Regions from separate parts of the Sus scrofa genome. Here all the other regions are linked to region 3. A link is a contact called in public Hi-C data. All regions are on one chromosome and are shown on one strand. The core of a region is the stretch at or near the end of the contact, and the rest is flanking DNA. Distances in the headings are between cores, read along the strand shown.

What was found. A called contact is a pair of places that touch in the nucleus more often than the background predicts.
Region 1: a contact with region 3 is called in a Hi-C map of fibroblasts, with 5 times the contacts expected there. The contact joins the promoter of MXRA8 here to the promoter of LOC100525876 in region 3. A contact is called at or near these places in 2 of 47 Hi-C or Micro-C datasets (fibroblasts and skeletal muscle).
Region 2: a Hi-C map of skeletal muscle shows a contact between it and region 3, with 5 times the contacts expected there. The contact joins the promoter of CDK11B here to the promoter of LOC100525876 in region 3. A contact is called at or near these places in 2 of 5 promoter capture datasets (fetal liver and liver), 4 of 47 Hi-C or Micro-C datasets (heart right ventricle, liver and skeletal muscle) and 1 of 2 datasets of contacts at active chromatin or transcription factors (alveolar macrophages).

The regions. Positions count from the first base shown.
Region 1 is chr6:63,633,323-63,637,282 of Sscrofa11.1, reverse strand. It overlaps MXRA8 (matrix remodeling-associated protein 8), which reads left to right and starts at 1,660. Exons shown (of 10, transcript XM_003356116.5): 1 at 1,660-1,916; 2 at 2,969-2,992; 3 at 3,113-3,409; 4 at 3,516-3,617; 5 at 3,709-3,960. The coding sequence starts at 1,868.
Region 2 is chr6:63,817,837-63,822,023 of Sscrofa11.1, reverse strand. It overlaps CDK11B (cyclin-dependent kinase 11B), which reads left to right and starts at 2,064. Exons shown (of 19, transcript XM_021097470.1): 1 at 2,064-2,183; 2 at 3,871-3,994. The coding sequence starts at 3,884. SLC35E2B (solute carrier family 35 member E2B) reads left to right here. Exons shown (of 10, transcript XM_021097474.1): 10 at 1-1,220.
Region 3 is chr6:63,704,566-63,708,333 of Sscrofa11.1, reverse strand. LOC100525876 (ATPase family AAA domain-containing protein 3) reads right to left here and starts at 2,179. Exons shown (of 17, transcript XM_003127504.5): 1 at 1,982-2,179; 2 at 1,869-1,979. The coding sequence starts at 2,069.

The DNA.
Region 1 (3,960 bases), core at 411-2,910, 71 kb after region 3:
CCCCTTCTCTCCTGAGCCTCTGTGTTCATCTGGAGCTGCTTCCTGCCGAGGACTGGGAGGTGGGCTCAGGCAGAGGATGGGGGCCACAGCCTTGCACCGCCCCGTCCACCTTTGCCCAAGAGCACAAGGGGCTGGTTTCCTGCTGCAGGCTCTGCATTTGGGCTGAGCTGATGGCTGGGTCGACTCTGCGAGGCCCACGGACCCCAGCGTAGGGCCTGCAGCCGGGAAACCTGCTAGAAGAGCGAGGGCTCTGGGGTGTGGCCCGGCTCCCAGCTCAGAGCTGGGGGCCGACCCTGTCCCCTTCCAGGCTGGAGGGCCGGACCTGGGCCATCTCTGCCTCCCGCCATGCTGCTTGGACATCTCTCCGTGGAGGAGAGACAGCCTGGCAGCCGGAGGAGGAACAGGGCCGAGCTGGAGACAGCAGCAGAGGGAGAGACAGACGTGGGCGGGGGCCTGGAGGAGGGAGAAGGGCTGGGAGGGAGGCCGCCGGCACTAATACAAACCAGTTAGAAAAACAGGAGGAGAGGCCAGGCCTCAAGGCCAGCCAGGCAGGGCTTGTTTTTCCAGAATGCAAGGCCCAGGGAGGAGTGGGGTGGGATAGGGAGACAGGTCCCGATTCCAGTTTGGAAACGGGGCTCCGCCTCCCAGGGCCTGGATCCTGCCGAGGACTCGAGGACTCGTCTGTCCGTTAGGCTGGGGGTGGGGCGTCCTTGCAGCCAGTCCGACCTGTTGTCACCCCTCATTCCCTCTGGCTGCTGCAGCAGTCTCTTCCCCTTCCCCAGGAGTCTGGCTGGGTCAGGCTCCTTGATCAGCTGAGGACTTGGGACCAGGGCGGGTTGGAGAGTGAGGCTCCGGGCAGCTGGGATGGTGCTGTGACCATAACTCAATCCGAATGGGCAGAGTCTCAAAAATGCACTGTGGGTTTTTGTGGTTGCTTGGTAGATTTTTTTTCCCCTTTTTTGAGGTTTGCTTAACTAGAAAGGGTGGGTTTGGTACAGAGCGCGTGCTCTGTTATTTCCCATTTGTTTATGTGACTTGTAAGCTTTCCCAGAGCTTCAAATTTGTGCTTCGGTTGGGAAGGCCCTTCCTCTCCTCCCCTCTGGGGGGGGGTGGGGTGCTCCCAGGAGCACTGTGGCCGGTCTGGGCAGCGTTTCATGGACACCAGGCTCTGCCCTTGGCAGTGGCAGGTGGGGTGGGGGCGTTGGGACAGGGGTCCCACGCCTCTCATCTCCTGGCTGGCCCTCTGGTGGACATCAGTGCCCCTCAGGCCGCCTGCAGGGGCCCCTGTTCCCTGCCCCCCAGTGGGAGCTGCTCTCGCCCCACTTCCCAGAGGAGGGGCTGGTGGTCTGGCCCCAGGATGCCTTTCTGCGGGCCTGCCGCAGGGCCGCCTTGAACCCCACAGGCTGCCCTGCCCGTGTGGGGCAACGCCTTGAGCCAGGGTCTCCCTAGAGAGCTAGGTCTGAGGGTGTGCTCACCCCAGAACCCCAGATCAGCAGTGGCCCCAGAAGGGCCCCATATGTCACAGACACCCACAGGACATGGGGCATGCCCTCAGGCCCTCCTGCTGCTCCGAGGGCTGGGCCACTGCCGCCCCCTCCCGGACCAGAGAGGGGGCCAGGTCTGGGCTCGCTCCCCTCACCCTCTGGGACACAGCGGCCGAGGTCCCGCCCCTCCCACCAGGGCAGCTAAGGATGGGAGGAGGCCCGGGGGCTGGGCAGGAGCGGAGGGGCGGGCTGCAGACTGCGACAGGCCCAGGGCTCCGTGATGTCAAGGCGGGTGCTGAGGAAGGGGAGGAGGAGGGGCCCGGCTGTTTTTCGGGAGAGTTAGAGCTCGGGAGACAAAGCAGCTGGCGGGCCAGGCAGGCGCCATGGAGCTGCGGTCCCCGGTCATTCTCTGGCAACTTGTGCTTCTGCAGAGTGAGTCTGAGTGGCCGGGGTCCGAGGGAGTCTGTTTGGGCTCAAGCCCCGGGTAAGGGGGACGCCCCTGCCGGGAAGTGAATGGCTCTAGGGGGCCTCAGAGGGAGCCGCTCACTGCGATCAGGCCCCCAGGGCCCAGGAGGGGAGGAGGTCCTAGGTCAGACCCCCTCACAGAACTCCCCTCGCGGCACGGGGGGGCGGGATGCGGACTCTGGGACAGAAGCCAGGGGGGCTGAAGTGTGGGGCCTCCTCCCGGCTCCCTCTCCTGAGGAAGAGGGAGCCTGTCTGTGTCAGGAGGGGAGCGGTCGGGGGATGGAGAGGGCCTGGGAACAGCGGGGCTCGCGGGGTCTACTCCAGAGCACCCCCCACCCCGTGACTCCCAGGCCCCCGAGCCCCCACCCAAGGCCGGCCTGCTGACCTGGCGCATTCCTCTGTCCCGTCTGGGCACTTGGCCACATCTCTGGAGCAGGAATTTGGCTTGTGGGGTGGCAAATGGTGGGGTCACTCCCCACGTCCAGCCTTCTCGAGCCGAAGACCTTTAGGAAGACTTAGAGCCTCCCCGCCGCCCCGGGAGGGGCACCAGAGGTCTGAGGACCCCGGAGGGCTCGTGTGGCCTGCTCCTTGGCAGGTGCCACACCAGACATGCCCATGCAGGAGCCCCCACACCCGCCTGAGGTGTCAGGCCCTGGGCTCTGTGGCTTCGCTGCAGTGACGGTGGCCACCATTCCTGAGAGTGGCCCTTAGGGACGAGCACACGCTCCAGAGCTGGCCTGAGCAGGGTCGGACCCTGGCCTAACCACCCACCTCCAGAAGGGCAGGCTGCTGTGAGGATGAGGTGGGGGCCTGGGAGGGGTGGGGGGAAGGAGACCCCTGTCTGTGTCCTCCTGGCTCCTCTAGGTTTATCCCACCTGCTAAGGGGGTGTCGTTGGCACCAACCTCAGTGAGGACTAGAGAAGGGACCCAGGGAGCCATGGGGGGGGGGTCTGGGTGGGTGACCGCGATGTCAGGTCTCAGGTCCTGCTTCCCAGTGTGACTCAGACTTCTCTTTCCAGGCTTTGCTGTCCTTCTGTCCTCAGGTTAGTGACCACCCTCCCCTGGGAGCCGGGTGGGTCTTCCTGCTGCCTTGCTAACACCACCCTGTACCTGTCCCCTCGGGTCTCACCCTTCCTCCAGTGACACCCCCCCCTCCCCACCAGGCCTGTCTGGGCCGGACAGCTCGGTGGTGTCTGAGTCCGCAGTGAGCTGGGCAGCGGGAGCCCGCGCCGTGCTGCGCTGCCAGAGCCCGCGCATGGTGTGGACCCAAGACCGGCTGCACGACCGCCAGCGTGTGGTCCACTGGGACCTCAGCGGCGGCCCGGCCGGCGGCCCCGCGCACCGACTCGTGGACATGTACTCGGCGGGCGAGCAGCGCGTGTACAAGCTGCGCGACCGCGGGCGCTTGCAGCTGCCTCCCTCCGCCTTCCACGACGGCAACTTCTCGCTGCTCATCCGCGGTAGGGGCCGCGGAACCGCGGCGGGGGCTCGGGGGCTCCGGGGGCTGGGGGGCTTGGGCCGGGAGCCGGGGCCGCGAGCTCACGGCGGGGCTCTCCCGGTGCGTAGCGGTGGAGGAGACAGACGAGGGGCTGTACACCTGCAACCTGCATCACCATTACTGTCACCTCTACGAGAGCCTGGCCGTGCAACTCCTGGTCACCGACAACGGTGAGTGTGCCGCCCCTCGCCCGCGCACCCACCCCTGCCGCCCGGACGCCCCTCTCCTGGCCCGGGATCCTTGACCGACTTGCTCCCCCAGCCCAGGCCGCCGGCGCGCACTGGACGGGCGAGAAAGAGGTGCTGGTAGTGGAGCGCGGCGCGCCCGCGCTGCTGACCTGCGTGAACCGCGCGCACGTGTGGACCGACCGGCACCTGGAGGAGGCGCAGCAGGTGGTGCACTGGGACCGGCAGCCGCCCGGGGTGCCACACGACCGCGCCGACCGCCTGCTCGACCTGTACGCGTCGGGTGAGCGCCGCGCCTACGGGCCGCCCTTCCTGCGCGACCGCGTGG
Region 2 (4,187 bases), core at 815-3,314, 110 kb before region 3:
TGCAGCTGTGCGGGAAGTACTCTTCCCCAACCTAGTGAGTGGGCTTTGCTTCCCGGCGTGGCACCGGGTTAGTGACGGCCAGTGGCTGTCACAGAAACACAACACATCTCTTGAGGCCCATCCGAGTGATGTGCCTGAAATATCTTTGCTCTTTCCCTGGGTCGGGAAAGTGAAGGTCCCGTCACAGTTGGAAGTCCTCTTCCATTTGCTTTTGACCAGTGTCGTCACTAAAGGCTCCGTTCTTTTCCAAAATGTGTATGTGCCCCGGTCGGGACCTCCGCCTCCTCCTCCTCCTGCTTCTCTTCTTCCTCGTCCCCTTCTTATTCTTTTTGGCCACACCCAACAGCATGGGGAAATTCCTGGGTCGGGAATTGAACCCGTGCCACAGCAGGGACCCAAGCTGCTGCAGTGACAACGCCGGATCCTTCACCCTCTGCACCACAAGGGAGCTCTGGGACCTCTTCCTTTTCCGAGTTTATCCTCACAGCAACCCTGGTGGATCTACCTGTTTTTCTGCCTCTGCTGAGGAGCCAAGAGCAGTCGGGAGGTTGTGCTGACCAAGGGTTGGCTATTCCCCGGGCAGTTTGGGGTGTAAAACCCTCCAGCTTGCTGCCTCTGAAGTACTTCTTCCTGTTCTGCCGAGGGCTCCAATTTGGAGTTTGATGGCCATTGAATCCATACCTAGATGTCCAAACTGAGGCGGAAACTGTTCTTATTAGCGAAGTCTTTGTGTGTTTTTCAGTTTCTATTTGAGGAAAACTGGCATTCCAACCCATGTGCTGTTTCTAGACTGCAGATGTACGAGTTGAGTCTGGACCTGCCAGGGTGTGTTGTGGGCGCCCTGCTGTGGAGGCCACAGTGAGGGTGACTCCCACACTGAGAAACTTGAAAATTGTACCAGTAATTGTCTGTATCAGAACCAAATTATATTTGCTTTATACCAAACAAAACTGTGGAGAACTAAAAGTACATTGTACAGGATGTCTGTGGTTTATATTTCACCTGTTTCAGTATTTATGTGATTAAATCAATTCTTTCCAGAAAGTAGTTGTTAAGTAACTCAAGTCACTGCAAATTCTGCCATAGTAATACCTCGATGCTCTGTAATTAATCCTGTGGATGCCTCCCGGCTATTTTTGTCTGAAGTAAGCCACTAAATTAAGCAACTATCTAAGGCTCTTGGTCTGCAAAAGTAAAATAAATGTTAAATGTGTACTTCTTTTCTTTGTGTAGTTCTCAAATGCTTGCCCTACTGAAATGAACAAGGGGGCTTCCTTACTGCCCTCACCCCTTTTCAGCATGAAAGGAGTGAAAAAAGTGAAGGTTTGTTCCCCTGTCTGCAGAAACTCAGGAAACCAAGCAAACACCCCCTCCCAGAGGGGAGAGAATTCAAGCCCACGAGCCCTTTTTGGGCCTGAATCCCTCGTCACAGTCTACATTGCCCGCGCCGAGACAGTGAATGTGAATGTTTGTTTTTCATTCCCTTTCTTGAGATCTGAGATCCAAAATGTCGAGCTACCATTTCTCCGTGACCACAAAAGTCTGCAGAGTAATGAGCTGGGCAAGAGGACGGCATTCTACGAGCTTCAGCTGGTCACAGGAGGAGCCTTGGGATCTCAGGGCTTTAAAAACCTTCTCAAGCCGATCTGAGTAAGAGGTCTGAGGACCCCCAGCCGCAGCCCAGCTTTAAAACACGTCCTTGCTCCGGCAGGCCTGCGGCACGTGGACGTTCCCCGCGGGGGTCCAACCGGCAGCCACACCGGCGACAACGCCGGGTCCTTAACCCGCTGCGTCACAGGGAAACTCCTCGCCCCGGTTTTGCGCGAGGTCGAGCAAGACTTCTGTCTCCATATCGGAAAACTCGGAGTCCGCTACAGCAGCACTCAGGGTCCTTCCCGAGCGCCGCGCTCGCCCAGGATCAGGGAGGGACGAGCCGCCGCAGCCGCGCCGGGCCGGGCCAGGGCCCGGGTGTCGTCACCGGTGGGCGTCGACGCGGGCCGTGACGCGCAGGCGCGCGCTGGGCACCCCGCTGGGTACCCCGCTGGGTCCTGAGCCGGCGGCGGGGGCCTGCCCTCCTACGTCATCATCCCCGCGCCGAAACAGGAAGTGACGACCATTCTGGCGCGCGCCGGGCGCTGTTTCTTCTCAGGCTCCGGGATCGGCGGCGGCGGCGGCGGCGGCGGGTGAGTGGCGGGGCGGGGCGGGCAGGGGGACTTGGCGCGACCAGCTCACCCGAGCTCTCGGGTCCCGGTGGGCCTGGGGCGCGTGACCGGGGCGGTCTACATGCCGCGCTTCCTCGTCCCATCGGGCCGCGGGCGGAACTCGGGGTTGAGGAGGCGGCGGGCCAAGACTCTCCCTGAGCCCACCCCTGCCGTGTCGAACCCCGGGTTAACGCGACTGAACCCCAGAAGCCAGGACCCCGCCGCCCGGTCTGCGAGCGCGCCTTTGGAGCCCCCCATCCCCAGCCTCCCCGTGTCCTGTAATGGGGCAGCAGCCGTCGAGTCGGCCAGAGGCTCGCGCAGCCCAGGTGGCCTGTTTTTGTTTTTGTTTTTGTTTTCACAATGAGTATAAAGCCACTTATTTTTAAATTAGCAATGAAAGTATCAAGTTTACTTTAAAAAAATACAAACGATAAAAAACCCTTCACTGGTTGTATTCCAAACTGTAAGCCCGGGGCCTCAATCTCAGGAGAGCAGAGGTCTGTGAGTAGAGCTTGTCTGCATTTTTCCTGGAGCCAGGCCCCTGTCGGACATCATAGCCATGTGCCAGAGGGGGATCCCCCTTGGCTCTTTCTGAATGCTGGGCAATGACTGGGGGCCAGGAGCTTTTGCAAAGGAAGCCCAGGGCCCCATTCTAGGAAGTGTTAAAGTCAAAGCTGAGATGCAAATCAGGGAGGTTGGCTGAGACTGGGAATCTAAGGGGCTCACCACTGGCTTAGCACAGTCACTACCCTAGAAAGTGCCCTGGCTGTTGTTTCTTCTGTGACAAGGGGGTGTGGGATGGGGATGGTGACAAAGAGTCTGCCAAACTCCTCATCCTGGGAGCAGGCAGAGCTGCTGAGTCCTTGGCCTTCCCCAGGTGACTCAGTCCTGGAGACAGGATACTCTAAAGGTCACAGGAATGATAGCAAATTGCTGTGGAATGTTCTCAGGACAAGCCGAGCCTGTGGGGAGACTATCAAGCTGGTCACACCTTCTGTCGGCTAAGCAGAAAAACCTAATAGGGGTTAGCTGAGTCCTCACCCCAACCCAGGTGGTCTAACAACAGTCTCCTGAGGGCAAAAACAGTGCATGGGGAAGGCCATGTGCTGAGCTGTAAGCTTCACCTGGATGGTCCTATTTCATCCCCAGATGATGCTGTCTTGCAGGTGGTTTTCTTACCATTTATCAAATGATAAACTGATGTGAAGTAACTGGCCCTAGACATACAGCTATGTGGCTATGAGAGAAAAATGACTGGAATCCAGGCAGTCATCCTCCACGGCCAATCACTTTTTTTTTTTTGCTTTTTATGGCCAAACCCGCTGCATATGGAAGTTCCCAGGCTAGGGGTCAACTGAAGCCGCAGCTGCCGGCCTACACCACAGCCACAGCAACGCAGGATCCGAGCCACGTCTGCGACCTACACCACAGTTCCTGGCGACACCAGATCCTTAACCCAGTGAGCAAGGCCAGGGCTCGAACCCGCTTCCTCATGGATACTAGTTGGATTCTTAACCCGCTGAGCCACAGCGGGAACTCTGTAGGGCCCATCACTCTTAGCGAACATGTGTACTGAGGGCTCAGAAGGCACGGGCACAAGTGTTCCGCTTCTCGTTGAACCACAGCTGGCTGTGTCCTGACACCAATTGAGTTCTTTTTCTTCCTGCAGTGTTTTAAGTCAAATGGGTGATGAAAAGGACTCTTGGAAAGTGAAAACTTTAGATGAAATTCTTCAGGAAAAGAAACGACGGAAAGAACAAGAGGAAAAAGCAGAGATAAAACGCTTAAAAAATGTAAGCTATGTTTTTTAAGTTAAGTTTTTTAAAAGAAGATTTAATTTCTTTGCCCTCATTTTTCCATTAGAACAACGCTTCTTCGGTGAAGTTCTTTTGTACTTCCAAATGTCACAGGTGAGCCCAAAGTCTCTTCTAAAAATTAACGAAACATTCAAATGCTCAGTTTACCTTGAAGACAGATTGATAACAT
Region 3 (3,768 bases), core at 930-3,429:
GCAGATTCGATCCCTGGAAATAGCAAAAAGACAAAAAAAAAAAAAAAAAAAAAAAAAAAAAAAAAAAAAAAAAAAGAAGCAAACAAGGACTAGACGAGAAAGAAGCGGAAGCCGATGGTTCTTCACCGGTGTGAGTTACAAACGTGCATGTCATTAACGTCTCATAGGCATGCTTTCCTCATCGGGGGGAACTCGTGTGTGTCGACACGTGGCAACACACGGGTGTCCTGGAAAGAATCTGAGCCCCGTCCTCTCCCTGCTGGGAAAGCCGAACGTCAGGACGGACCTGCGTGCGGTGCTTCACTGTGGACAGGGTCGAGGCCCCACCAGTGCACTGCCCCGAGGCCACACATTTCCAGGCTGCTTCCCAGAGACCTGGGGAACCAGAGAGCATCCGGCTGGGCCGCAAGGGACAGAGACAGCAGTCAGGCTGTGAGGAGCAGCAAGGACATGTCTGGTTTGCGTGCAGACAGCCACGTGGAGAACAAGAGTGGGCTGGGGCCAACCAGGGGGGGCACTGCTGGTGGTGAGCAGCCCAGAAGACAGGCCTGCTAAGGGGCCAGAGGCACGCTGGGAAGGAGGGCTTGGGGACAGGAAGAGGCAGCTGACCGAGGCGAAACCTCTCCCCCCCGGGCCAGCAGAGAAGCCAGGGGGATGGCAAGAAAAAAAGTGAAGCAGAAGAGTTCCCGCCGTGGGTTAAGAATCTAACTGCGGACCAAGAGTCAGGATTTACCTTCCAAAAGGAGAAACACTTTGAAATTCTGGGCAGGGTGAATGGGCGAAGCTCCCACAGAAACCTAAGAAATTACATCCCGTAACAAAAGTGTCATCATCTGAGGTGTCCTGAAGCCCAGCCACTATCTCTCAATCCAACCTGACTGTTGAAATGACCTTGCAAACTTAACACACGTAGTCTGGGATGGGGCGTTTCCCAGTCAGGCCTAAGGAAATAGGCAGCCCTGGGCCCCAGGCCCGAATATCCAAATGCTCTGAATGTCCCTTCCAGGATCTGAGAGCCAGGCAGGCTGGAGACCTTTGCCCAGGAAATTCTGTGACCCCTGCAGAAGGGCGGGGACTGAGCCACAGAGTGCCAGGCCACATCCTCCTTCGACAGGAAGACTCCGCTTATACCTGCTTGCCACAAACTACTCTCTAAGATCTCCTTTGAGAAAAAGGCACCTCTATTTAAAGGTTTGAGAGCGAAGTATTTACTTGGCGCGTGCTGAGCATGTGTTCCAGACTCTCAAACGCACACGCTGCAATCTGGACACAAGTGGTTTAAAGCCACAGAGGAAGGAAGCTGGGAGGAAAGCACGTGGGCTTAGTGAAGGTGCCATCACCACTGATGCCTCAGGGCCCGGGTTAGGAAGGTCAGTCATCAGCTGGGCCAGGGCTGATCGGTGATCTGCTGCTTTGCAGACCTCACTTGAAAGCTAACGTTTCTCAACAGTAAGTGCAGATCTACTTTATTTTCCTTAAAACCAATTACCCTCAAACGCGCTCCCCTCTTCAGCAAAAAATTGCTAGCATCCACCACAAGAAAATCCCCAACCCAGCCAGCTCTGGCCATTCCACGTGGAGGGAGCAATAGGTGGTACCTAAAAACGAAGGTGCAGCCCCGCCAGCTGCTACCTGTACCCTTAGTCCCCTCGCCACCGGTTTCCCCCCTGAAAGACGTGTGGCAGCTGGGAAGGTGCCAAAGGGTCAGGGGATCCCGAACCTCCCTGCACGCAGAGTGGCTCCATTGGGTTTACCGCTGGAAGCCGATTTCCTCTCCCGACAAGAGCTCCATGGCTCAGACCACCGAGGGCCAGATGCCCCCGAACCCCCCAGGGGCCGCCCTGACCGAGCCCCCCAGCGGCACTCACGCGAGTGCTCCAGCTCGCGCGCCGCTTTGGCCGCGCGCTCCAGGCCCGTGGGGTCGAAGTTGCTCCATTTGTCCTTGGGCGCCGGCCGGTCCCCTGCGCCGCGGTCCCCCCGCCCTCCGCCCCGGGCTGCGCAGGCGGCAGCGGCAGCGGCGGCCCAGCGCCTTCGCCCTTGGGGCCCTTGATGCCGAAGAGCCACGACATGGCCAGTGAGCACCGGGCGCCGCAGGCTCAAGGATCCGAAGCCGAGTAGACACGAGTAGCGAAGTGCAGCCCCCACGCGCCGGGAGCCGGCGGCACTGACTCTGCGCAGGCGCGACAGCGGCCCCGCCTCCCGGGCGACGGGTGCGCGTGAGGGCCACGTCCCGAGCGCGGCACTTGGATTGGTCGCAGGCGAGTGACGTCACGGCGTCGCGGCCGCGATTGCAAGAGCTGGCTTAGGGGGCAGGTCCCCAGAGGGGCGGGGCGAGGTGACAGCGGCCGGTCAGGGACAAAATTGAAGGGCTGGGCGCGTGCGTGCCCTTGGATACGTCAGTTCCTCGTAGCCGTGACACTGATCCCGTTGCCATGGGCACCCATGGAGTTCCAGCCCCGGGTGAAACCGAGAGGCAGGTCTGGGAGCCGGGCGCTCTTGATGCGCGGGGTCCCGACCGAGGAAGCGGCCGCGGGAGGAAGAGCCTGAGGGATCGGTTGGAAAGGTCCCTGCCCGGGGAAGGAAGGCCGGGGGAGCGGGAGGCCAAGAGACCCTGCGGACGGCGGAGCGCGGGCTGGGCGTGTCCCGCGCAGGGCGGGCTGCCCCACAGGCCGGGCGGCGCGGGACAAGTGGAGCCTGGCGCGGTGCGGTGCCAACGCATCCATTCGGCTCTCACTGAGATGATACAAGGGCAGAAGCGCGGCCCTGGCCAGTCTCCTGCTAGGAGGATGAAGGGCCCTCCCAAGCCGCCAGCGTCTCAGCAAAACAGCGGTCCGCTGTTGTATGATCCTTTCTTTACTTAAAGTGGCTCACAAGGGAGCGGACAGGGATCTCCACCCAAAGTATGCGAAGGCAGAGCCCCCAAGGCCCCACAGAGGGCGCCCTCGCCAGAAGAGCGCTCCTCTGGGCGGAGGGGTCTTGGGTCTGGTCACTGATCCCTGAGCGTTTTCCTTGGGAACCTCTGAAGGCCACATGACAGCTTCTGGGACCAAGGTCCAGGCCAGACCGCTGGGGGAGAAGGAACAAGGATGGACAAGGCCAGGGCTGCTCCGGAACCCAGTGTCCAAAGTTAGCAGAATTCACTTCTTGGACCAAAATCCAAATTGCTCCTGAATTCTTTCCCTGATGGAATTTGTTGCGTTCCCAAAATTATACACAGTGAGTTTCTCCACTAGATTTAAATAACAAACAATTTTAAGCCTGAATAAAAAATGGGGGGGGGAGAGTTCCAGCTGTGTTGCAGTGGTCAAGGATTAAACTGCAACGGCTGGGATCATGGATTCTATCCCATGGCCAGTCCCATGGGTTAAAGTATCCGGCGTTGTAGGTCACAGCTGTGACTCAGATTCAATCCCTGGCCCAGGATCTTCCAAATGCTTTGGGTGTGGCCATTAAAAAAAAAAAAAAAAAAAGGAGTTCCCGTCATGGCTCAGGGGTTAACAAATCCGTTTAAGAGCCATGAGGTTTGGGGTTTGATCCCTGGCCTTGCTCAGTGGGTTAGGGATCTGGTGTTGCCGTGACCTGTGGTGTAGGTGGCACACACAACTTGGATCCCACATTGCTGTGGCTCTGGCAGGTGGCTACAGCTCCAATTTGATCCCTAGCCTGGGAACCTCCATATGCCACGGGAGAGGCCGAAGAAATGGCAAAAAGACAAAAAAAAAAAAAAAAAAAAAAAAAAAGGAAAACATGTAAGATAATCCTGTCTGC